7 separate regions of the Mus musculus genome follow, and all the other regions are linked to region 4. A link is a contact called in public ChIA-PET, Hi-C, HiChIP or PLAC-seq and promoter capture Hi-C data. All regions are on one chromosome and are shown on one strand. The core of a region is the stretch at or near the end of the contact, and the rest is flanking DNA. Distances in the headings are between cores, read along the strand shown. Region 1 holds the start of Dcaf4 (DDB1 and CUL4 associated factor 4). Region 2 holds the start of Ptgr2 (prostaglandin reductase 2). Region 3 holds the start of Entpd5 (ectonucleoside triphosphate diphosphohydrolase 5). Region 4 holds the start of Acot2 (acyl-CoA thioesterase 2). Region 5 holds the start of Fam161b (family with sequence similarity 161, member B). Region 6 holds the start of Zfyve1 (zinc finger, FYVE domain containing 1). Region 7 holds the start of Zfp410 (zinc finger protein 410).

The links. Promoter capture Hi-C pulls out the DNA fragments that hold promoters and counts their contacts. A called contact is a pair of places that touch in the nucleus more often than the background predicts. ChIA-PET counts read pairs in DNA pulled down with a chosen protein or histone mark. HiChIP or PLAC-seq counts read pairs in DNA pulled down with a chosen protein or histone mark.
Region 1: a contact with region 4 is called in a Hi-C map of CD8 T cells, with 4 times the contacts expected there. The contact joins the promoter of Dcaf4 here to the promoter of Acot2 in region 4. A contact is called at or near these places in 2 of 39 promoter capture datasets (embryonic stem cells and pre-B cells) and 1 of 484 Hi-C or Micro-C datasets (CD8 T cells).
Region 2: an H3K4me3 HiChIP or PLAC-seq map of embryonic stem cells shows a contact between it and region 4, with 2.6 times the contacts expected there. The contact joins the promoter of Ptgr2 here to the promoter of Acot2 in region 4. A contact is called at or near these places in 1 of 39 promoter capture datasets (embryonic stem cells), 10 of 484 Hi-C or Micro-C datasets (the G1E-ER4 cell line, differentiating embryonic stem cells, embryonic stem cells and 2 more), 12 of 115 datasets of contacts at active chromatin or transcription factors (the SCID.adh cell line, T-cell acute lymphoblastic leukemia, bone marrow-derived macrophages and 6 more) and 2 of 9 other capture datasets (adipose tissue and embryonic stem cells).
Region 3: a contact with region 4 is called in a promoter capture Hi-C map of the HPC-7 cell line. The contact joins the promoter of Entpd5 here to the promoter of Acot2 in region 4. A contact is called at or near these places in 2 of 39 promoter capture datasets (the HPC-7 cell line and cranial neural crest), 1 of 484 Hi-C or Micro-C datasets (CD8 T cells), 2 of 115 datasets of contacts at active chromatin or transcription factors (effector CD8 T cells and memory CD8 T cells) and 1 of 9 other capture datasets (adipose tissue).
Region 5: a contact with region 4 is called in an RNA polymerase II ChIA-PET map of memory CD8 T cells, with 18 read pairs. The contact joins the promoter of Fam161b here to the promoter of Acot2 in region 4. A contact is called at or near these places in 1 of 39 promoter capture datasets (neural stem cells), 1 of 484 Hi-C or Micro-C datasets (CD4 T cells), 2 of 115 datasets of contacts at active chromatin or transcription factors (memory CD8 T cells and microglia) and 1 of 9 other capture datasets (liver).
Region 6: a contact with region 4 is called in an RNA polymerase II ChIA-PET map of memory CD8 T cells, with 12 read pairs. The contact joins the promoter of Zfyve1 here to the promoter of Acot2 in region 4.
Region 7: a contact with region 4 is called in an RNA polymerase II ChIA-PET map of memory CD8 T cells, with 43 read pairs. The contact joins the promoter of Zfp410 here to the promoter of Acot2 in region 4. A contact is called at or near these places in 8 of 39 promoter capture datasets (the 3T3-L1 cell line, the C10 cell line, cranial neural crest and 4 more), 1 of 484 Hi-C or Micro-C datasets (forebrain), 9 of 115 datasets of contacts at active chromatin or transcription factors (the SCID.adh cell line, double positive thymocytes, effector CD8 T cells and 6 more) and 2 of 9 other capture datasets (adipose tissue and pancreatic islet).

What each region holds. Positions count from the first base shown.
Region 1 is chr12:83,519,066-83,522,696 of GRCm38.p6, forward strand. Dcaf4 (DDB1 and CUL4 associated factor 4) reads left to right here and starts at 1,401. Exons shown (of 14, transcript NM_030246.2): 1 at 1,401-1,552.
Region 2 is chr12:84,283,358-84,286,937 of GRCm38.p6, forward strand. Ptgr2 (prostaglandin reductase 2) reads left to right here and starts at 1,939. Exons shown (of 10, transcript NM_029880.3): 1 at 1,939-2,119.
Region 3 is chr12:84,407,322-84,410,950 of GRCm38.p6, forward strand. Entpd5 (ectonucleoside triphosphate diphosphohydrolase 5) reads right to left here and starts at 1,708. Exons shown (of 16, transcript NM_001026214.2): 1 at 1,649-1,708. It overlaps Bbof1 (basal body orientation factor 1), which reads left to right and starts at 1,747. Exons shown (of 12, transcript NM_028377.3): 1 at 1,747-1,934. The coding sequence starts at 1,861.
Region 4 is chr12:83,986,117-83,989,208 of GRCm38.p6, forward strand. It overlaps Acot2 (acyl-CoA thioesterase 2), which reads left to right and starts at 1,745. Exons shown (of 3, transcript NM_134188.3): 1 at 1,745-2,365. The coding sequence starts at 1,786.
Region 5 is chr12:84,359,970-84,363,595 of GRCm38.p6, forward strand. It overlaps Fam161b (family with sequence similarity 161, member B), which reads right to left and starts at 1,859. Exons shown (of 9, transcript NM_001358283.1): 1 at 1,723-1,859. The coding sequence starts at 1,776. It overlaps Coq6 (coenzyme Q6 monooxygenase), which reads left to right and starts at 1,999. Exons shown (of 12, transcript NM_172582.3): 1 at 1,999-2,268. The coding sequence starts at 2,082.
Region 6 is chr12:83,595,201-83,598,770 of GRCm38.p6, forward strand. Zfyve1 (zinc finger, FYVE domain containing 1) reads right to left here and starts at 2,022. Exons shown (of 12, transcript NM_183154.4): 1 at 1,797-2,022; 2 at 1-122.
Region 7 is chr12:84,315,148-84,318,253 of GRCm38.p6, forward strand. Zfp410 (zinc finger protein 410) reads left to right here and starts at 1,712. Exons shown (of 12, transcript NM_144833.4): 1 at 1,712-2,027. Ptgr2 (prostaglandin reductase 2) reads left to right here. Exons shown (of 10, transcript NM_029880.3): 10 at 1-685.

The DNA of each region.
Region 1 (3,631 bases), core at 151-2,650, 470 kb before region 4:
CTTTCTACCCTCACTTTACCTGAGAGAAAACAGAGTCGGGCCATGCCGCTTGACTTGCTTCTGACCATGGTTCCTTTGTGAAGTGAGTGTATATTACAGGTTTCCAAGGCAAAACTGGTGTCCACCCAGTTCCCATGGTGGGAATTCAGTGAATCCTGTCAATGGGGTCAGTCAGCTGCCTGTTTGCCAATCCTTCACAAGCCTCCCATGGCCGCCTCCTCCTCCCCCCTCCTCCTCAGTCCTCCAGGGTCCTCAAGGCTTCAGTTTACAAATCCTGCCTTCCTCCTCCCAGAATTCAGGTCAGAGATTCTCCTATTGTTATGTCTCCCATCTGCCCACAGCTTTACCCAACAAGGCTCCAGTCTCTGAGGTCCCATGGTTTTCCATGCCTCTGAGGCTGTTCTCCAGCCTCAACCACTTTGCTAAAGATTCCAAGGTCCTCACAGCCAGTCCAACCAGTAGCTGAAACAGGCTTCCAGCCACATCTTCTTTGAAGTCTGCTTTGTCCTTTTCTGGCAGTTCAAGCTCCGGGAAGCAGTAGTGCTCACTTCTCTCGTTTCCCTCAGAACCTAGCACTCTGCATATCCCTGCACACGTCTGTAAACTTGCTACAGGCTGAAGTGTTTTCATAGGCCCACATCTATGATCACTAATAGCTAGCTTCTAGCGGTCCAGCATCAGGAGCCTGGGCGAGCACCGCACACAATGAATCTCAGGAAGGGATTCTGTTCTCCAAATGCAATTAAGATCAAGGCTGTTGGTGGTCCCCACTTAGCCTGACCTATTTGAACCCATTCTGCTCTCACTACTATCACTTCTGACCTGTTACAAACTCCGTCTTCTTTGCAGTGGTACTCTGGGGTGGTTTTCTGACCAAGGCACACGTGTACCATTCTAGAAATATTACCTGTACAAACTTTGGGCTGGAGATCATTGACAATATTTGTTCAACTTTCTTGTTACAGTGGAAGAAATTAAGGCCCAGAGAAGTGATAAGCACACCTTAGGTCACATAGCAAGGAGGAAACAACCTGACCTAGATTCAAGGAGCCTCCCGGCACCGGCAACTGCGTCCCAAAGTCTTTTTCGCTTTCCTCCTCAGAGTCTCCTTTGCTCTTTCCACAAAACAATCATCTTCCCTCTCTCACATATCAGTGTTAACTCGGGCCTGTGTACCAGCTCCAAGCCGAGAGAAATTTCTCGGGATATGATCCGCAGTAAGAAGGAAGACTCACTGTCAAGAGAGTACCAGGGACTCTGAGGAGGCGGTAGCAATCTCTAGCCCCGCCCCAAAGCGCATCAGACCCCGCCCCTAAGCGTGCCAAGCCCGGGCACGCTCGACCAGGACAAGGCGGAAATCCTAAGTCCCGCCCTCCGTAAAGACCGCCCCTACTGACATGGACAGGCAGAAGCCTAATTCAATGAGAAGAAAGAACCGGCCGCTTTAGTCCTATGGGGTGCGACAACACAACATGAGGGTCTTTCCGGATCTTTGCACGCCCCTGGGTGCTCCAGCCCAGAAGTGTCGTAGCTGAGAGGACCATCTGTGCAGGTAAGGCTGTTCCCATGCGTGGCGTGCATCTGGGCGCCGACGGAGGGTGCCGCTGTACCCACGCAGAGGACAGAGAAGGCAAGGCTGAAGGCAGGAGGAGTGAGCGTGCCATACAAGGCCGGAGTGGGCGTGGGCCAGGACCTGGCGAGTCCTGCGGCGTCCCCAGGATCCCCTTGCAGAGTCCAGCCTGCAGTAGACCTCTGCCTCTGTTGAAATTTGGGCTGTGAAGAAACACGAGGCCAGGAGGCCAATAGTACTTTATGGTATAAATTTTGGAAGTTTATGTTTTTGGTTTTTTTGTTTTTTGGTTTTTCGAGGCAGGGTTTCTCTGTGTAGCCGTGGCTGTCCTGGAACTCACTCTGTAGACCAGGCTGCTGGCCTTGAACTCAGAAATCCGCCTTCTGCCTCCCAAGTGCTGGGATTTTGCTTTTTTTTTTTTTAAAGGCTTCTTTTATGTATGTGGATATTTGGCGTGCATACATGAGTGTACTTCGAACAAGCCTGGTGTTCAGGGAGGCCAGAAGAGATCAGTGAGATCTCCTCCAGCTGGATGATCGTGAGCCGCCCTGCGGGGTGCTAGGATTTGAACCTGGGTCCTCAGCTTTCTTAACCACTAAGACATCTACACACACACACCTTTTAAAAGAGCTTTTATTTTTAATTGTGTATGTGGGTGTGTGTGCTTACATGTGTCTGTGGAAGATCCAAGAGACCCAAATGTGTCAAACTCCTGAAACTGTAATTTGAGACGTTGTGAGCTCCTGAACTCTGAAGAACAGCAAGTGCTCTTAACTGCTGAGCTATCTCTCCAACCCTAGCGGTATCTTTATAAGACACAGAAAGAGAGGTTACGTGGTGGCTTGCCTGAGGTTGTGTGCAGGCTGGTATTTGGAAAAGTTAGGAAGCCCAGATGTGGACCAGCCTCCATTCCCTGCCACAGTAAGATGGGTGTTAGTGAGAAACGAAGCCTTTCCACACCAGTTCTAGTGACTTTGGGGAGCGCCACAACTCCCTCCACCTTGGATGACCAGACACAGCCTTGTGTGTGGAGCAAGGCAGTAAGAAGAAAAACATAAAACAAAACAACTAACAACTCCAAGTCAGCTACTCGGAGAAGACAAAAATCCCACGACCTGGAAATCCAGTTGTCGATAACAGTGGAAAGTAATCGAGGTGGTGTCTTTTGGCTGATGGAGCCTACAAGTGCAGGATGCTCCTGTATCTCTAATGCGACTTTGTTAGTCAGGTATTGTTAGTTCTATAAGCCTCGGTTTCCATGCTGTGTAGTAGGGTTAGCTTATTATGGTTGTGTATTTGTGTGTATGTATAATGTATGTGTGTAAGTGAAGGTTAGGGGGCAACTTTGTGGAGTTGGGTCTCCTGTGGATTTTTATTTTTTCAGTTTTTTTTAAAAAGATTTATTTATTTATTATATGTAAGTACACTGTAGCTGTCTTCAGACACACCAGAAGAGGGAGTCAGATCTCATTACGGATGGTTGTGAGCCACCATGTGGTTGCTGGGATTTGAACTCAGGACCTTTGGAAGAGCAGTCGGATGCTCTTACCTGCTGAGCCATCTCACCAGCCCCTGATTTTTGTTTTTTTGTTTTTGTTTTTTTGAGACAGGGTTTTTCTGTATAGCCCTGGCTGTTCTGGAACTCACTTTGTAGACCAGGCTGGCCTCGAACTCAGAAATTCGCCTGTCTCCTGCCTCCCGAGTGCTGAAATTAAAGGCATGCGCCACCACTGCCCGGCTCTCCTGTGGATTTTAGGGAGGGAATTTATAAGGATAGGTTTGCGTGCGTGCGTGTGTGTGTGTGTGTGCGTGTGTGTGTGTGTGCGTGCGCGTGTGTGTATGCTACTTGTGTTTGATTGCTCTCAAAGGCCGGAGGAGTGTTGGGTCACTTAGAACTGAGTGACAGGAGGTTGCGAGCCACCTTGATAGTGGGTGCTGGGATCTAAGTTCAGGTCTTCTACAAGAGCAGCAATTGCTTTTAGCTGCTGAGCCCTCTGTCCAGCCTCTTATTTTATATTTTACACCTGACAGAACTCTTGGTGAGCTATCTGCATTTTCTCA
Region 2 (3,580 bases), core at 689-3,188, 300 kb after region 4:
GGCTAGACATACTTTAATTCTTCCTCCTGAGTAATTTGCAATCTGAAAGAGATGACTTCACAGGAATTCAAATGGAGTCATTGTAGTTTAAAAGGTCATTTAGCAAACGATTACATAAACCTATCAGATTAAATGCTTATATTTAGTAGGAATGTTGGGGCGAGGGACGCAGACTGTGCCACAGTTTGTTTGCATTAGGTTGGGGGGAGAAAGGTTGGCACCTCCCTCAAGTTAAGTCTGGAAAACATTTATCTCTGGCACCGGTTAAAGGATGAGAGACAACGCAAAGCTGCAGAGAAGGAAGAGAAGGGGATCCTGAACTCACAGCAAAGGCAGAAACAGAAGGACGTATTTGCTCTCATTTGGGGACTTGTTCCTTTACGTTTAGTTCCTTCATCTTGGCGCTTGAGTGATTAATCTCCATTTCCACATTAGTAAAATGGCAGTGGCCGCAACCTTGAAAATAAAAACCAAAGCCAGTGCTGGCACCTTCAGTCCAGGCACTCAGAAGGGAGAGGCAGGTGGATCTCTTTGAGTCTAGGCCAGCCTGGCCTACAGAGTGAGGTCCAGGATACCCAGGCCTATGTAGCGGCACCGTGATGCAAACCAAACCGCACCACACCACACCACAAAAAATAAAAATAAAACCATATCAGGAAAAAAATACCCATATGATACATGGTACAACTCAAGTCATACAAACGACTGTAACCCTTAGTGTGAAGAGAAAATTCAGAAGGGAGGAAAATAAATAAACCTGAACTCCTCCATGCAGTTTTTGAACATCTGAGACCTGGAGAAAAGGGGACTTCACATCAAAAAGGGCCCAAACTAAGTTTCTTCTCTTTGAGTTTTAGATGTAATCTATAGTCTCCCTCTGTTTTCTGCTATCACTTTTATTGTTTTTGAGCGTTTCCTCTTTCTCTGGTTCACTCAGCTGACCACCAAGAGATCAGATCCTGCTGGAAAGTTATTTGGAATGTGGTAACAGTCTCCTACCCCATTCTTCAAGTTTTCCAAACGAAGTGAAAATGTTCAGATGTTCTGTTACCCGGGCCTCCAGTCCATCTGATGGCTGCCCATTTGCCGGCGGTACTGGTATTTTTCAGCTACTCTTTATACCAGAGTTAGAGCTCCGCGATTAGCCCTTGCTGGAATACAGTGCTAAGGGCGATTCCTACAGCCGCTTGATTAAGTCCGTTAGGGTTTGCAGTTCCTGGAGATCCCAAGTTATTCTAGAAACAAACCACACCCGATAGTGACTAGTCAAGTGGTTCTCAAACCATGAGTTTCTAGCTTCTTGGGGTCCCCTTAGACCATCGGAAAACATTTCCATTACGGGTCGAAACAATAGCAAAATAACAATTATGAAGTAGCAATGAAAATAATTTTATGGTTGGGGGGGTCACCACGCACGAGGGTCACAGCATTAGGAAGGTTGAGAACCGCTGCTTTAGTCCTCTAGATCTCAGCTTGTTCACCTACAAAACAAGGGTTAGACTTGATGCTATTTCTCACTGTGATTCCCCAACCTAAGACTCAGTGAATCTAACATGAATCAAGTTTCTTCCAGAGGCTGGGGCTGGCTGTCAGGGCGTCTGCCTAGACCGTGCCAGGACGCGGGTTCAACCTCTGGGGGCACAAGAGGACACAGGGGACTTGATCTGAAGTCATTAGTTAATTTGCTCTCTTGGTCCTGGAGGCGGGGTCGGCCACGGAGCCCTAATGAGGTTAACTTATGGATACTCCTTGCCTAGACTAGCAACGTATCCTGTGATTCTCACCAACCTTGGGGACCAAAGGATCGCGTATGAACTTCAAAACCCCGGCCCTAGGAGACGAGAGGGCAAGGAGGCCGGCTTAGTCCTGCGCTTGCGCAGTGTGGTCCTAGGGCTAAGGTCGTGCCGCCAGCTGACCCTTCGCTGTTCATCAAATCCCGCGAGATCTCAAACTGACAGACACGCAGGGGGGCCACTGTATCGCTGCACCGGAAGCTGGATTAAGCCCGCAGAAAAGGAGGAAGTGCCGAGCCAGGGTGACCTGTGGGCGTCCTCCTCGAGCTCCGGGCGACACCGGCGGTATAGCTTGGGACGCTAGACTAGGGAATGCCCCGTAACAGGTGCTCTCCGTTTTGTAAGAATTCCGAGGGTGAAGTTTGGGCGCGACTGTGTTTGAGGTGCTTCAGATTTGAACATCTATTGAGCGCCTACTGTGTGCCACGCATAGGGGTATACTTATGTCATGTTGAAAAACCTCAGCACCAAGAGGTTTTGATCCTCTTGGTGCTGAGGATCCAGGAAGTCGGCTTGAAAATGTGAGATTACTAGTAATTTCTGTGAAAGTGGTTAGTCGTGGGAGCCATAGAGGAAGGTTGGCTTTCTGAGGTGGACATTTGCACACGATGGCATAGACAGCACAGGGAAGGTCAGCAGAGCCCTTTGTGGCAGAATGGTTGAACAAAGTACGGCTAAACAGGAAGTGTGTTTTATTAAAAGATATTGGGGATAAGTTGTGCGACCTTGGACAAGTTATTCAGCCCCTGTATGGCGTCTGTGAAAAGGATAGCATGTTTGCAACTTCATGGCGGTGGTGTTTGAGGACGGAGTTGTATTTAAGCAAGCTGATTAATAATTTATTTTCTTCTGTATTGGGAATTGAGTCCAAGATCAGCCTTCCACCTCCCCTATGCATGCTGGGCAAGAGGTTTTTACTACTGGGCTATATTGCCAGACTGTTTTTCATTTTTATTTTGGGACAGGTTCTCACTAATTTGCCCAGGCTGGCCTTGAATTTGCCGTCTGTATTCCATCTGCCCAATAACTGGGATTACAAATGTAAGACGCTACCATGCTAGAGCATGTCAACTCACCCAGTTCTGGGATGCCTGGAAACATTCAGGAAATAAACTATATGACCCCTCCGAGGTCCCACCCAGCTAGAAACAGAACATGTCCTTTGCCCTTGTGAGTTCAGTGAGCTTTTCCTTACAATAGTCTGCTACACAGATGCTTAAGGCGTATTTTTAATGACTGTCATTGAACCAGATCTTTTGGTGGTATTTTAGAATGGTCGAATCAATTAGAAACCCACTTTAATTTAACAGCAAATGGGGTTTACTGAGGTCTACTCAGCTCTGCCTCCATTATGATGCCTCCTAACCCACTGCCCTTCAGGTCTTGAATGTGATCTTTATTTTAGATGGAGAACCTGTGAGTAAGTCATGGTTGATTTTGTTTGTTTGTTTGTTTGTTTGTTTTCGAGACAAGGTCTCTCATATCCCAGAATTCTGGCCTTGAATTTTGTTATGTAGTTAAGTCTGGCTTTGAACTCATTCCTCTCTCTTCTACCTCCCATGTGCTGAATTACAGGTGGGAGGCATCACACTGGCTCTGTTATGTGTATCTAGAGAAATAAGGCAGAATGCTGAAAATGGAGAACAGATAACTGTCACCGTGTGATGCCTAACACTGACTGTCAACTTGGGGGGATCAGAAATCACTGAATAGACAAGTTCAAGGTGTACCCATGAGGGATTGGCTTCATTTTAAGATGACTAAGGTGGGAAGATTCACCCCAAGGC
Region 3 (3,629 bases), core at 458-2,957, 420 kb after region 4:
GAGGCTGGATCTCAAAAGAGGGGGTGATGGTCTGGAGAGATGGCTCTGGGTTAAGATCACTGGATGCTAGTCCAGAGGTCCCAGGTTTGATTCTCAGCATCCACATGTCAGCTCACAACCATCTCTAATTCAAGTTCCAACGACCTCTTCTGGCCTCCAGAGGCACTGCATACACCTAGCACATAGATTTGCAGGCAGAACGTCCATATATATAAAATAAAAATAACGGTGAAAAAAATAAACAAAGACACTTTTATTTTAAGTCAAAATTTTATGTCTGAGATAATCTGTAGAAGTATATTCAAATGGTAAATGTGGGACTGGCTTTTATTTACAACCAATTTTTGTAAAACAAACAAACAAACAAATAAATAAAAAGTCTAAATATACATACCTATGACAGAAAATGCCCCTACTCCCTTTCTGCTAGTTAGCAATAGGTGCTTTATAGATTGCTTCTCAGAGGTAATGTACATTATCTAAGGGAAGGTACATGATGTAGAGGTGATTCTACTCATAAGTTCATGGCATGTCACCAGAAATATAGTCAAAATAGGCCATAGCCGTGCTAGCAGAAGGTTCAAACGGTTTCCAAGGTCTCTCATCAAATCTACTTGCTTACTCTAACCGCAAAATTTACAAACCACACAAACCACGCCCTCTGGGGGGGGGATGAGGTGGGAAAAGAGAGATTTAGAGGTCAAAGATGTCACCTTACAGTTAGGGGCTTAGTAACTAAGGTCTCCCTAGAGAGAGGGGAGGAGGAGTTCTAACAATGATGTTTCAAAATAAATGTTAAATGAAATTTGAAGCGGAGTGATAAAGCAGAACCGCGCTTCACTCCCAAGCCTATTGACAAGGCAGCCACAATACCTGTCTTCCGTAATGACTCACTCACGCTCAGTGAATGAAGACATAATCACAGGGTTCCTCTTCTGAACCAACTAGAATACTGGATGGAGTACTACTCCTCGGGAACCCGGGTGCGAGGCAAGTGCTTGCAACTTTATGCAACTTGCAGCAATGGGACTTCAGGCACTAGAGGATGTGGGCGATGTTAACTAACAGGAACCTGGCGGTCGGCTGGAGCCAAGCACCTGCCACCTAGATCCGGGGACCAACGATCCCCCCCCCCCCCCCCCGCCACACCGCTCCAGGCAGGGGAGCCAGAGTCTGAGCACCGGAGCCCGCGGACCCTCGGAGGCTGACAGCCTCACTCAAGCCACCGCCCTCGGAAAAGTCAACTGCCTCCCTGAAAGCGTTTGGCCTGGGATGTCCCCGGGTGCACTGTCCTCCAGGGAGCCCGCGAGACAGAAGCGAGGATGGAGGGGAGGTAAGCATGAGGCGGGCAGCGAGGGCGCCGCCACCGAGACAGAAGCAGGGATGCGGGCAGGACCGCCACGGTGGCCGCGCCAGAGGCTTGGAAGATCCGCCCGCCCGACTGGAAGCGCTTCAAGCCTCACTGGCGCCGCTCCGATGCGCGCGGGGCGGTCGGAGAGCCGCCGGCCATGGAGCCTCAGGGGGCGCGAGACAAGTCGTGGGAGGCTAAGACGCCGCAGCCCCGCGCCCGACACCCGCCCCTGCCGAGCTCCCGGCCTCCCGCCCGGCTCCAACCCCGGGAGCGCCGCCGAGGCTCGTGCACACTCACCGCGCGCGCCGCCCTGGCGCGGACGCCCGCCGCCTCGGAGCGATCTCCGCCCCGCCCCTCGCCGCGGTCACGTCACGCGCGTGCGCCCTCCGCGTGCCCTCAACGGCGCGGAGGACGTTAGCCCTTCGGCGTGGTGGTTTCCTTAGAGACGGAGTCGGCCCAGGTGGCGGCCACCAGGACACCAGCACGGTGAGACTCCCGCAGAAGTCAAGATGCCGGCGAAGGACAAGAGGAAAGACAAGAGGAAAGACAAGAGGAAAGGCAAAAACAAAGGCAAAGAACCAAAGTAAGAGCAGCGCAGAGGCTCCCCGTTCCCCCTGCCTACCCTTGTCATTTTGCGGCGCTAACTGGATGCCTCTGTCAGGCTTTTGTGGACAGCTCCTGTTCATTCTTGATTGGCCCTAAGATCTGAGAGCTCTCCATTGTGAGACTGATATAAACACATTCTTTTCTATTCTAGCTCTTGTCTGAGTGGTTAAAGTTGTTCCTTGGGTCATTCAGGAATCCTCTTGGGATCAAAGGGAGCACGCGAAATGATTTAACTGGACGGATCAGTACACACACAAACACCACACACAGAGACACAGAGTGAACAGCTATAGCGCTAACCCCATGGATGGTCCCTAGGAATTGTTGCTAGAATGTCAATAGAATGACTGGGCTACAGGATGGTTCCTCAGGACTTTGGAGTCACACAAGGAGTTCAACGCCGTAGATGAGAAATGCAAAGGGATCGCTTAAGCTTGTGACTGTAATGTGAATTCTCTGGAGACAAGTTAAGTAACACACACCTCTGGTCGCATTGCTCTGGAGGCTGAGGCAGGGAGATCACAGCCACTGCTACATATGGAGACCTCGTCTTTAAAAACAAGTCTGAGTGTAGTTCAGTGATAGAGTGCTTCTTGTGCAGGGTCCTAGGTACCATCTCCAGCAAAGTAACTTAAGAGAGTAACTTTCTTTTTAAAAAAGATTTGTTTATTTTTATTTATATGCATACACTGTATGCTGTCTTTAGGCACACTCCAGAAGATCCCATTACAGATGGTTGTGAGCCACCATGTGGTTGCTGGGAGTTGAACTCAGAACCTCTGGAAGAACAGTCAGTGCTCTTAATCTCTGAGCTATCTCTCCAGCTCTGTACCACAGTGTTTTGTTAATGCTGGTGCAATCTTTATTTCAAAGGACTTTACCTTTTGAATCCATCCTAGGGCCTTGATGTATACTTACCATGCATTCTACTTCTACTTCTACCTGATACATGCATACCATGCACTCTAACTTTACCTGATGTATGCATACCATTCAGTCTTCTTCTTCCTAATGTATGCTTATTATACATTCTACTTCTACCTGATGTATGCTTACTGTACATTCTGCTTCTACATGTCTACATTCCCAAGGTCTTACTTTTTTTTTCCCCCATCTCTGCATCAATGACTATGGTGTGTGTTTTTCAGGCATCCTTAAAGCCTGGGATAATGTGTTACCAACAATTGAAGTACTTAACATGAAGTACTTACCAACAAATGAAGTACTTAACATACCTGCCCCAAGTAACCTGATCCTTTGTCTAAGAACTAAGCAAAACAAAACAATAGCAACAAAGGCTGTGGAGAGGACAGATATACAACAATTGTGTCTTCGTGTAGAACATGAGACCCAGGCTCACAACTGAGTGAAAGAGGAGAAAGGATTGCAGAGCACTTGCCTAGCATGCTCGAGCCTGGGTCTGATACTCAGCACAGCAAAGAGCAGGAAACAAGAATATGGAGAATGGAGTACATGAGAAGCTAGAGAGCTTTATGAAATACATTTGGCCTCTTATTTCCTCTTTGTTTTTCTCATCCTTTAAGTCATACTTCAAAAATAATTAATAGTCATACTCCAAAGTTCTCCTCTTGAGGAAGAAGCACCAATTTAAGTCTCTTATATGAATACTAATATATATATATATTATTAATGTATTAATGCATTAGTCCAA
Region 4 (3,092 bases), core at 495-2,994:
CTGCAACAACTCATTCCCGGGCACTGCCTTTAACAGGTAGTCTTAGACCAGAATGATAGTCTTTTTTTTTTTTTTCTTTTTTTTAACAGATTGCTGGGTGTGGAGGGGAGGTATTTGAGTGCATTTTCTAAATTCTCTTCTCAATATAGGACATCATTGCATGAGAGGCACTTAAAGAATTTAAAGGTCCTTATAGGCAGGGAATGGTGCCCTAAGGTGTAGAATCCAGCATTTCCAGTTGCCTAGCTGTGTGTGCCTTAGCAAATCAGGCTCTCTGGTTCTAATTGTTCACCAAATAGGGTTCTTATTAGGATTAAAAATAAGCTATTATTATTATTTACTTTTTTTGGTTCCTGGGACTGGATGCACAAAATAAGGTTGAAGAATCCATAGTAGCAATACAAAAACAGTTATTTCCAAGTTCCATGACCAGTGCGGTGCGAGGTCATTTGAAACTCGGTGAAAAGTTTTGCCTGGGCAAGATCTTCAAGGTAGATACCCTAGCCTGCTTTTTCTATAAGTGTGATAAAACTCCGACCAAAAACAGCTAGCGGAGGAAAAGGTGTATTTGGCATTCATTTCCTGAGGAAAGTCAAACAGCAACTCAAGCAGGGGGCGTGAACCACAGGGGAGCAATGACTTGTTTCCCTACACACACACACACACACACACACACACACACACCGTTTGTATGTCTCTGATCCCTAGAGTTGAACTTGCAGAATGCTGTGAGCTCCCTTATGGCTGAGGGAAATGAGTTCAAGTCCTTCGGAAGAACAGCCTGTACTTTTAACCTCTGAGCTAATTCTCCAGGCCCCATCCCCACCCCCAGCTTTCTAATAAAATCTAGCTGACCTGCCCAGCGTGGAACCTCCCGCAGTGGGCTAGGTCCTCCCACACAAACCATCAGTGACACATAGGCCAATATGATACAGGCATTGCCCCAAGTGAGGATCCCTGCCTATTCCAAGGTGTTTCTAGTTTGGGTCAAGTAAACAAAATCTAACACAGTTGTCTTCTTAGGAACAGAGACAAATACAACTTATATAGTCTCAGGTTTCTGTAATAATAAAGATGTGCAATAATCCTTGTAAGGTTTAAGGCCTTGGAAGAAAAAAAAATCACTGATTGGAAGCAATAGCTTATATAACACTTGGGAAATGTGTAAAATCCGGGATGAGTAGGAAAAAGTGTTTGCCTAGAGGGTCAAAAGACGAGCTCAATGTAAACTATGACATCATTTGACTATTTTTACACGAGTGTGGAATGTAGGTAAAGGGTCACACAGCCCATGAGACATTAAGGCCATTGGACATGGACATTAATGTGTAGACTAAGCACGCGCAAACAGCACACAAACAAAATATCATGATGCACGTTTTTGAAAGAACAGTCCTAAGATTAGTAACGAGTGTCTATTACTCTAGGACGTGATGAAACTCAATTGCAATCTCACATTCTTGACTCTGCAACCTTAGGAATTTGGCGACTGGAGGTTTCATTGGGTGAGAGGCTTTTAAGAGCGAGCCCTGGTCCAGCCCACTTTTCATGGGGTAAAGAGCACCTGAAAAACAGTGCTAGGTTCCGGATATAACGGAGTCTTAACGCACAGACGCCTTAGTCAAAGCGTCACTACTACTTTTGCTTTTGTTGCTTGCTTTGCTCTGTGATCCTCCCAGCTCAGCAAGCACACAGCTCAGTCTAAGGACTGCAGGCAGGCAGCTGGCCACTAGAGGATCTCTTAACTTTCTCTGCGGAACCGAGGGCTGAAGTCAACGACGCAAAATGGTGGCCTCGTCTTTCGCTGTCCTGAGAGCAAGCAGGTTGTGCCAACAGGATTGGAAGAGCTGGGCGCGGCTGTTTGTACCTCCGCCGCTCAGCACTGGTGGCCGGACCACTTGGGCGCGGACAAATGCGACGCTGAGCGTAGAGCCCGAGGGCCGCAGCTGCTGGGACGAGCCGCTGAGCATCGCCGTGCGCGGCCTGGCCCCCGAGCAGCCCGTCACGCTGCGCTCTGCCTTGCGCGACGAGAAGGGCGCGCTCTTCCGAGCCCACGCGCGCTACCGCGCCGACGCTGGCGGCGAGCTGAACCTGGCGCGCGCGCCCGCGCTGGGCGGCAGCTTCTCGGGGCTCGAGCCCATGGGGCTGCTCTGGGCCATGGAGCCCGAACGGCCTCTCTGGCGCCTGATCAAGCGCGACGTGCAGACGCCCTTCTTGGTGGAGCTGGAGGTGCTGGACGGACACGAGCCCGATGGCGGGCAGCGGCTGGCGCAGGCGGTGCACGAGCGTCACTTCTTGGCTCCCGGGGTGCGGCGCGTGCCCGTACGAGAGGGCCGGGTGCGCGCCACGCTCTTCCTGCCCCCAGGTGAGCAGCCCTCCACATTTCCCTTTGCTCAAAGTTCCCTGTGGGTGTTTGTTTGTTTGTTTGCTTTTGGTTTTTTTTGAGACAGGGTTTCTTGTATAGCCCTGGCTGTCCTGGAACTCACTCTAGACCAGGCTGGCCTCGAACTCAGAAGTGAAGAAAAGGGTAGCTCCAAATGATCTAGGACTTGGTGGGAAGGAGATAGGACTGGACTGGACTGGACTGGACCGGAAGAAGCCTGTTATAGTGATGCTGTTTGCCTGAAGCTGGTCCTTCAATTCCGCTGCTAAATTAAAAGGGCATCATAAGACAAGGGGAGAGGCTCCTAATAATAAAGTCCGCAGTGTTACACCCACATCCCCTAATGTTCTTTTAGAATGTCTTCTGTCTTTTCTTGTGGCAGTGTGGGAACTCAAACTTGGCAAGCACTCTTCTACGAAGTTTCCAATATTTTTAATTTTTCTTGGTTTTTAGCTGCATATGGAGGTTCCAGCAAAGGAGGCAGGAGAATCAACAGAACTCTCAGGCAGTGATGGGGGAAAGAACTCTCAGGAGAAGCCATTAGTATTCTGACATTGAGACAAGCTTCATACACTTGGGCTAGAGGGTGTGGCTCCGTTGGTAGAGTGCTTGCTTGGAGTAGTACTGGGTGCTATCCCCAGCACAGGGTAAACCTGGCAAGAAGGCACAGCACTGCAATCCCAGCACCCACAGGTCGAGGTGGGAGAAC
Region 5 (3,626 bases), core at 609-3,108, 370 kb after region 4:
AGCAGAGAGTGTATCCTATTGCTATTTAAAGAAAGACTGAAATCTAGAGCTGGGAATTTAGCTCTGTGGAGAGCACTTACCTAGAATGCACAGGACCCTGGACTCAGTCCTCAGTACCATAAAAATAGAAAAATAAAAGTATGGAGTATTAGCCAGGCAGTGGTGGCGCATGCCTTTAATCCCAGAACTTGGGAGGCAGAGGTAGGCGGATTTCTGAGTTCGAGGCCAGCCTGGTCTACAGAGGGAGTTCCAGGACAGTCAGGGCTAAACAGAGAAACCCTGTCTCGAAAAAACAAAAAAAAAGTATGGAGTATTGTTTCTACTGAGCGCATGCTTGTCCATCATTATAGTGTGGAGAGCAATCTGAACCACTGAGGTTGGGGGTGTCTGACTTTGAGTGTTAGGGTGATTTTTATTGTCTCAGTTGAGTCTTGTAGTGATAGAGGGAAGGTGGTGTGGCTGGAGGACAGTGGCCTGAGATGTCCTTAGAGTGGTAGGTACAAGGCCACCAGTGGACTATTGATGATTAGTGGCAATTGGAGCAGTCCATCTGAGTTAGAGATAAGTGTGTGCTCTAACCCTAGCTCTGCTGCTGAAGAACATGTGATCTAGAGCAAAACTCTCTCCTTCCCCTGCCCCTCTCTCTCTGTTGTGACAGGGTCAAAGGGCGACCTTGAACTCCTTATCCTTCTGCTTTAGTAATTTGAGTTGTTGGGATTACAAGTTTGAGCCATAATGCTGGCTCTTTCGTTTTAAAAACAACTTTATTGAAACACAATGTCCATAGTGTACAAGTGAGCCATTCAAAGCGTACTCTCCTCCAGTTTCTAAAACAGCCAGGGTCATCTAGCAATCACAGTAGAAGTCAGACCATTTTCACCATTCCTCTAAAGCAGTGTCCTCAACTGTTCTAATGCATCGACCCTTTAATACAGTGTTTCATGTGGTGGTGAGCCCCAACCATAGTCATTTTCATTGTTAATACTGTAATTTTGCTACTGTTATGAATTGTAAGGTAAATATCTGATATGCAGGATGATCTTAGGTGAAACAGATTGAGAATCTCTGCTCTGAAGCACCAGTGTAGCATTTAATTGTCACTTATATCCCTTAACCCTCCCACATCTTCCTCTCAACCTGTCAGCCCTAGGCAACTACCAGCCTACTTTCTGTTTTCAGAGATTTCGGGGCAAATTGCTTAACCCATCTCTTTTCTTTTCTAGAAAATGGGTTTGAGAGGATACAACACATTAAACACATTCAGTTTAATGAATTTTAATATATTTGAAGAGCTGCGTTTCGGTGCGTTTTCCTTACTCTAAAACGACAACAAAAACCTTGGAAGCTTTTAGAAGTCTCTCCTCACCTCCTCAGCCCTTTTAGAAGTCTCTCCCTGTTTCTCCTCACCTCAGCCCCATGCAATGACGCGCCCCCTAGATTTGCCTTTTCTGGATAATCATATTAAGATAGAGATCGCTTTTAAGATTTTCAAGGTTAATTCGTGGTTTGTTATTAGTACGATTCCTGATATCAGAGCCTGGTACAAGACACAAAAGACCCACGTCCCCCAAGACTGGTTCTCTAAGTGCCCAAGCGCTGCCAATTTTAATTCTTCGCCCTTTGATGACACGCCCCTGACTCTGTCTCCACGGCAACGCTAAACAGTTTCCACTCTTGAGGATTCCTTGCTGAGGCATCCGACTTCCTCCTTTCTCCACTCACCTCACGGCTCCACTCGGCGCACTCAGGACCTCCCGCAGTCCTCCCCACAGTCATCTTCCTAACTAGAGAGAGAGAGAAGCAGAGGTGAAAGCAGCAGTGACAACCGTGACAGCGGCGCCGGCGGTTAGGTACTGCTAGCCACGCCCCTTCATGGCTTTAGCCTTGGATTGGCTTCCAGTCTTTAGTCTGTTCCGCCCAATGAGGCAAGAGCGTCTTCTGATTGGATAATTTTCTTCAACTATTTTATTTCCGGTTTTGAAGACAGGGCTAAAACCACACAAGGTTGACGACTGCCCCGGAAGCACTTTCCAGGACCTATCAGGGAGAAGTCCCGGGCGCGGGCGCAGGCAGGAGTCATTATGGCGGCCCGCATTGGCTCCATGGCAGGCTTGCTCTGCGTTCGCTGGTGGAGTTCCGCGCAGCTCGCAGCCAGAGGAGGCCCGCTAGTTGCCAGCCAGCGATGGGCGGGCTCCTCGGCAGACACCGTGTACGACGTGGTGGTGTCAGGAGGAGGCCTAGTGGGCTCTGCCATGGCTTGTGCCTTAGGTAGGTGCATCTCGACCGCGGGCTGGAGGATCTGGGCTGTGGAGGGACGGTACTCACAGTGGAGGTCGGGACGCTGTCCAGACACCTAACGTGCCTGACCTGGTGCTTTGCTCACTGTCCTTCCAGGGGAGTCCTCGGGAATGGCATGGGTTCTGCGGGATCACAAGTGGGCGGGCCTTTCTAAGTCAGTCTGACCCTTGAGAACTGTCCAGGATTGTTTATGAGCACCTCGAGAGGCATCGGGCTTTGTAGTATCGGATGGTAGATCGGATTGACCTCGAAATCACAGAGATCATCTTCCTCAGTCTTCTGAGTGCTGGGATTAAGGCCCGCGCCCCCACTCCTGGTCTTAAAGCTGCTTTATTAAGATAACATTCATCTAGTTATAAGTGCTCCCACTTAAAGCGTACAGTCCAATGAGTTTTTAGTATTTTTGCAGAGCTATTCAGTACCTACAATAAGTTTTATTACCGTTTCCTTACTTTATAAAAAACCAAAAAGCAAAAAAATAAAAAAAGACTTGGAATTCATTAGATGTCACTCTCCACACTTCTGCTCACCTTCTCAGCCCTACAGACTCTCCTACTTTCTGTCTATAGATTTACCTTTTCCGGATAGTTCTATGTAGTTGGAGATATACTCTGTTTTAAAGGTTAATCCAGGTTGGAGTCTGTATCAGACAGCTTTTGTTTTGAGAGCTGATGCCATCCTCAATTGTGTTGAAAGTATGCTTGGTTTTCACTTTTGGCCTGTAAAGGAATGATGCTAGTAGGGACATTCTGTGTGCAAACTTTGGTGTGAACAGTGTTGATCATCTCGAGGCTATTCTCTAGTGAAATCTCTGGGTTATGTGGCAATGCTGATGTTTTGAAGACCTGCCAGACTTTGAGAGAGTGCCCCAGTTTATGTTATCATTGACAGTAGATGAATGCTCAGGTTTCTCCTGACCCTGACAGCACTATCTGCTGCCTTTTTTCTTTGTCCTCTGAAGTTCGTAGGAAGTGGCTTGTGTTTATATTTCCCTAATGACCAATGGTGTGGAATATATTTACCAAGTGCTGGCATGATGTAGCACCGTTTCTGGGCCCTTCGAAACTTTAGCATTCACATTTTGGTGGCTCGCTCTTGTGTTAGGTTTGTGTGTATGTTTTCCTTTGTACTGCATCCTTCTCTCGCTCTTTTCTGAGCGTCACGGGGAAGGAAGACAGCAGCTCTTTTACTAACGTTCACACACAATTCTGTTTTGTTATTGTTTGCTTTTCTGTCTAGCAAAGTATTATATTTTAAAACTCAGGAGTGACTGTTAAAATCATGGTAGTAAAAAGCATGGTGTTTTTTGCAGGAGGATCAGAAGTTCA
Region 6 (3,570 bases), core at 772-3,271, 390 kb before region 4:
TGCTGGGTTCACAAAGGTCAGCTCATTGGTTTGGGTCTCAGCTACAAAGTCAGAGTGATGACAGAAGGTGGTGAGGAGCTGTTCGATTTACTTGGACCTCAAGCCAATGTTTCAAGGGCTACCTAGAGCAGAAAAAGAAGATTTTACTCATCTGGGGAAAAAAACCAGAAGTGTACCTTAAACTGAGCAAACAAAAAGGAGCACCTAATTGCTAGGCCAAACCCAGAGAGAACCCTCATTCTTGCTTATAAAACTTACAGTGGCTTCTTCTAGGACTAGAAATGTCATCTCAAAATCATGGCTAAGGATCTCCCTTCTGAAATCAACTGCCATGCTGGGTATGGTGGTAAATCCTAGCACTCAAAAGGCTGAAGCCTGCCAGCCTGGTCTACAGAGTGAGTTCCAGGACAACCAGGACTACACAGAGAAACCCTGTCTCGAAAAACCAAAAAAAGAAAAAAGAAAGAAAAAAAAAAAAAAAAAAAAAGGCTGAAGCCTGGCTACTAAACTAACTACAAAAACCAGCCTAGAGGCTCCTGCACAAGGGAGGCAGAGGCAGGTGGATCTCTGTGAGTTCCAGGCCAGCCAGGGCTACACAGAGAAGCCCTGTCTCAAATATGTGTAACAACAAAACACTTCTAGACCCAGAGCTTCTTAAAGATTTTGCTGGTTTGTTGGTAAAATGCTCTTCTCATTTCATTAAGCTCTGATTCAAAATCACTAAACAGACAGCTTTTAGGAGGCTAAGCCCTCTGCACCTGCTCCTTATATATGAGAAATGGAAAAGGAGGTCTGTAAAAAGCTAAGAAAAATATTGTAACAATAAATTCACACCACCCTCAAAGACCTCTACAAACCCAATTATCCTTATAAAATGGACTCTCTCAGCTCTAGTCGAGCAAAGGTCTAGTAAGGACTCTAAAATTGACAACAATAGTCCCAACTTCATTTTCAAAAACAGTAAGACAACTACTGAGCTTCCTCCTGTGCCTCCTCTCTACAGAGGAAGAGAACCGGCAGCAACAGGAGGCAGAATTCCAGCACTTAGGCGCACAGTAGAGCCAGGCCCTACAGTGAGTCAAAACAACTCATTTTCTCTTGTCACTCAAACACTTAAAACAAAACAAACCAAGTCAAAAACTTGGGAAGACAGGAAAGGGGGTTTTGGGTCACTAACGTAACTACACTCCTAATTCTCCCTACCTTTGCCTCCTATTCCAAGAGCACAACCAAGTGTAAAGTCCTCCTTTCAGATATTCACTCCTCCCTTTCAGTAGCCAATCTATCCATCTGATCTTCAGATAAACAAGGCAAGGGAGTAACCAGGGGACCTTATTTTCACCTTAACCTCAGACGTGTCCAGTCAGCTCCCAAAAGGGAAACAAAAATCAAAACTTGTCACTACTAAGAAAAACAGAAAACCAACCTTCAAAAGAACAGCTGACCCTCACCACCACCAGGCCAAGCAAACAATATGCCACTCGGAGCAAACCCCCCCCCCCCAAACCTCGACGCCTCTCTCCAATCCAGGGTCCCTCACCCACCTTGCTCCCGGACACCACCACCACAACCCAAGGGGTGGCAGCGGAGACGAAGAACAAAGAAGGCCCCCCAAATTTCACACAAACCCGCACATCCCGGAGCCGAATCCATTGTTTATGCCACCCCACCCCCACTCGAGCCGCACCCGTCCCCCCTTCCTCCTAGGAGCGACTGGAGGGAGCCCCGGGACCAGCACTCGCCCGGGGCTGGGCCAAGGCGCCCCCGCCCTCTCCGCCGCGGCCCACAGAGCCCACCCGGAGCAGTTCGGCCAAGGCAAGGCGGTGTGGGGGACGCGGATTGCCGACAGGACCCGGGCTGCTCTAGGGCCCCGGCGGATCCATCCTCAGCTCCATCTCCGCCCCCTCCTCCTCTGCTGCCTCCCAGGCTTCCTCCTCTCTTGTTGTCAGTTGGAATCAGCTGATCAGAGTGAACTTCTCCCAGCTCAGACCAACAGGAAGGCATGAACAGCGCAGCCCAGCTAGGGAGGAGCGGCCAGGGGCGGAGCGCGACGACGGGGAGCGGGAAGGGCGCTTGCGGCCTTTTGGGAGTTGTAGTTTTGGGGGGATTGTCGTTCTGCCCTACAGCCCTGAAATACAAGCTCCACATGACTACAATTCCCGATGGAAGCATCGTCGTTGCGAATAGGCGGGACAGACAAGCCTGAAAGCATTTCGGGACTTAGAGTCTCGGCCGGGGCTGAGGTTTTTGCAGGTTGCAGCGACTAGTTTAGGGCAGTGGCCCGGGAAGGAGTATTGTAAATTAAACAAAAGATATGATGTTCTATATAACCAGGAAATGGCACGGCACATTATTATTGTACATCTTTCCTTCAGAAATGCTCAAAGTGGAAAAATACCAGTAAACATTGAGAGGATATTACTATGCTTGAGGCTGTTTTGTTTTCCCTTCAAAGTTAATCAACTGTTAATTTTGTTCCAGCCTTATTCCTTTTCTGCCTTTTTCCATACATAGACATCATAACTTCTAATTTTTATATTGTGCAGAATAGTTACAGTACACACTCCAATAAAATTTAAGATAACAGTGTCTGTAATACTATTGTCTGATTTTTTTAATAATAGCTTTATATTTGTTTAGTACTTTCACTTTTTTCTCATTTATTTCTTGAGACAATATTGAGAGAAAATACAATGCATGGAAAAGATACTGGTCTGTAATGCCTAGGAAAACTAACTACATAGGTTGGTAGGGTAAATCACTCAGTCCTTCCATAAAATAAAGGAATTTTGCTGTGTAATTTCTGATGGCTCTGCCAATCTTAACATATGATTTTTATCTTGATAATGGTTAACCTGAGAGAGAAAACTAAGGTTAGGTTACTTGCCAAGGTACACAGCAAATTATTGACAACACTGGATAAGACCTCATCTTCTGATTCAAGAGGACACTCATAGATCTCAGGACATAATTAGATCAATAGTTAAGCCAAATCTACAAAATAGTGAATGAGCTATGTATACGGATTATATTGCTGAAAATTAACTCTTCATGACACAGAGCCAACAGCGGCAAACCTGGATGAACTTTTTATTTTTTTACCTGTACCACATCACCAACCAGGATAATAAGAACTAAGCCATCTACAATCACATTAAAAAGTGTTTACCAGAAATAAGATGGTGTATGGAGAAGAAGGGATTTTATAAAAGTTAAGCTAACAAGTTTTAAATAAGCCTGAGGTTGGTTGGCATGACAAAGGTTTTATCCCTAAGACTGCCTCTGTGGCTGTGTGTAGCTTTGCCAGATTATTTCATAACCTTGCTTATAAAGTAAATATATTGGTCTATGTGTGTCCCTCAAAAGAGATTGGCTGTCTGGCATACACAAGGCCCTGGGTTTGAGCCCCAGCACCATAAAAAATGGGGGTTTGATAGGAACAAACATTTAGCATTTTAAGTTTTATTTTGTGTGTGTGCATATGGGTGCTGGTACATATGCACATGAGTCAAGGGTGTGTTTAGGCCAGAGGTCAATCTTAGGCATTATTCCTTAAGAGCCATCCACCTT
Region 7 (3,106 bases), core at 462-2,961, 330 kb after region 4:
CCACCTCTCCAGCCTGTCTGTACTTAATGGCATAAGTACATAGGATTTCGGGCAGCATTGGGAGTATTTACAGATTGTGGAACAGTTTGGGGTAGGACGTTTTGGGCTGGGAGTGGTCTGAGAAGATAAATGAGTGGTTGGGAGTCTCCAGAGACAAGGTTTACATCCAGGGATGATGTTTGTGTTCTGCCAAACAACTAATTGAGTAGCAAGCCTAACAACTTACTACGTGCTGATAAAAGCTTGTGTTTATTTTAGGAATTTTTTTTTAAAGACAAGAGTCTGTTAGGTAGCTTGCTATGTAATCCAGGCTGGCCTGGAACTCAAAGATATCCACTTGGCTGTCTGCCTCCGAGTGCCAGTGTTAAAGGCCTGTATCCCCATTCTGGGCTTATACTTTGGAGAACTAATAGATATAAACATCACTAAGAGTTTCACTGATGAAAGTGAGTCGGAGTGGTCAGGGCAGAACACTGATCAGTACTCTAGGGGCTCTGAGGTCAATCCCCAATGGTACCTTCCCACAACAAGCCCCAAGTAATCAAGCTCCAGAAAGCTATAGGATTAAGTAAATTAACCAATGGTTATAGACATGACTATTCCAGATATACTGATGTATCACATTTGTTTTCTTAATTTTCTCAACCTTTAGAAAAATAAAACTGGAGATGTTTTCTGAGTATGACTTATGACCACTTTTTTTTTTTACAGTCAATATATTTTAGAGGCAAAACAAATTAGCAGCCACTAAATCAAATTTTGCAGCGTTCTAACCTTGTTTTACATACTTTCTCTGGACCCCAGTTTTTCTTTCTGAACAGTTCTTCATCTCTTCATATAGTGGTAACTGGTAAATCTTTGTTTTTTAATCCTTTCTTAAATTTTAGGATTTTAGCTCCTAGTAAACATCTCCTTGCCACCCCAAGATTTTTGTCCCAGATACTGTGTAGGCCAGTTGTCCTTGTCATGGCCATCCTCAAATGGGATCACAGTCATGCTTCTCAGTGCGCAGGACAAACTGTATCGAGGAAATGTTTTCTCCCGGAACATTTTGTACCAAAACTATGACTCCCTAGCTCATCCAGACTCCTGGCTTATCTCTAACTTGAAAATGAGCGCCTTCAGAGAACATTATATCTCACAGGCACTATCTTTAGTCCCCTACTCTTCCACACCGCATCATGTTTTGTTGTTGTTGTTGTTTTTTGTTTTTTTGGACAAGGTCTCAACTATGTAGCCCTCGTTCACCGGGAACTCCTGGAGTACTGGGATTGCTGGAGTTACAGGCGTGTGCCACCACTGCAGATCTTAAGTTTCATGCAGTCAAACTCGAAAGTTTCAACAAGAACTATTATCCAGCTTGGAACTTAGTTATCTGAGCCCTCAGTCAGTGCATCCAAGATCTCTGGAGAATTCTTAAATGTTTCTAACGCTGTACGTGTGCCTAAATTCACACCCAGTCCTAGGGGCAATGCAAGGCTTGATTTCCAGGTCCCTCTTTGGGCCATGAACATTTCAGGTGCTCTTCATGGGCTTTTGGTGTTTCGGGAGCTGTCACAGGTCCTCAGCTCCGGAGAAAGCTACCCTCCACCCCGCGCCGTCTCACCCATCCCAGCCGCCGCGGCCCCTGCTGAACAGCTCCGCTCAGCGGGAAGGCAGTGACGTCACGGCTAGACTGCACTGACCTGGTTTCAGATTTCGCGGACCTGAGAACCCTGAAGGGCAGACAGGAGGGGACGGGGCGCTGCGGTTCCTCGGCCGGGAGGGAACCCTGTGTGTGTCTCGGGCTGTGTATGCGTGTGTATGTAGCGGGGAGCGAAGGATCGCTCTCAAGCAGCGGCCCAAGAGTCAGCGCCTCCTCCTGAGAAACACCCGCGGGCGGAGAAGAAAGCGAGTGGGTATGTTGATGGGGGGCGGCCAAACTTCCTGTCCCGCTCTGGAGCTGCTTCCGGCGGGAGCCGGAAGACGCCGTGTGTGGACGGGATTCGGGGCTGACTGACGGACGGACGGCTGCCCGAGACTGGAAGGTGAGCTCCAGGCTAGTGTAGCCACCCCCGCTCGGGTAGGTGGTCCCGCCGAGAAAGGAAGCCACTTATGGGGTCTGGGGATCTAGAGCCGGGTTCGCCCCCGAAGGGCGCAAGGAAGCCGTCCCCCCAGACTCCCCCAGGCGTCTAGCGGGCGGGGAGCGACCGGTCCGAAGCCCGGCGGCTGCGGCCCTAACCCCTTTGGGGATCTGGGGCGCACCGTTTCTCCTCCTTTGCTTGTTCTTGAGGGAGGGAGCTTGGAGACCAGCCTGCCCCCCCAGAACGCGGGAGTCAGCGAGTCCCCCGGGCGGAGGCTCCGGACTGCACCCGCGGCTGGGCCCGCCCGCAGACCTAAGGGCCTTCGGCTGAGGCCTTTGTGCTGGCGGGAAGGGTTGACAGCGGTGCCCTGCCCGCGTTTCACCCAGGGCTGCCGGCACCTTTCCTGGGTCCACTCTCTGCCTTGGGCTGGAATAGGGAAGGGACGTCTGCGGACCAGAGCCGGACCTCTGGGGTCTCCTTTGCCTGTCACCTCAGGCCCGTGTGTGGGCAGCGAGTGTTTGCAGCCAGGATGTGTTTTGCTCGTTCAACTTGTTCTCTGAAGTTTCTCAAAAGAAGACGATCCAATTAGTTTATTAAACTTTATCTCACTTGCTCATGAGGCTCTGAGATGTACTTAGGAACCATTTGGGAGTGAAATATTATTGATTTGGGGTTAAGAGTTCATACATTTACATTACATTAGACACAAAGATCAGTGGAACATATGTAAAGAGAATAAAACATAGTTTGAGGTCAAAACGCGCAATTCTGGGTGTTTGGCGTTGAGAAATTACACTTTGTGGCAGATACAGGGCAGCCAAGCATCAGAAAATGTGGTTCTAATTTGAGCTTTGTATCCCAGTAGGTGTCAAATTTAGGTAAATCCCACAATTTCTAAGGTTTTTTTTGGGGGGGCAGTGGGGGGAGGAGTATGTCAGTGAAGAGGTTTACCGTTAAGGGCTGGCCATTATTCTGAGATACTAAACTGCATATGGAGAGTGACAAGCAGAAAGATACTGAGAAATCTAAACAGCATCACAGGA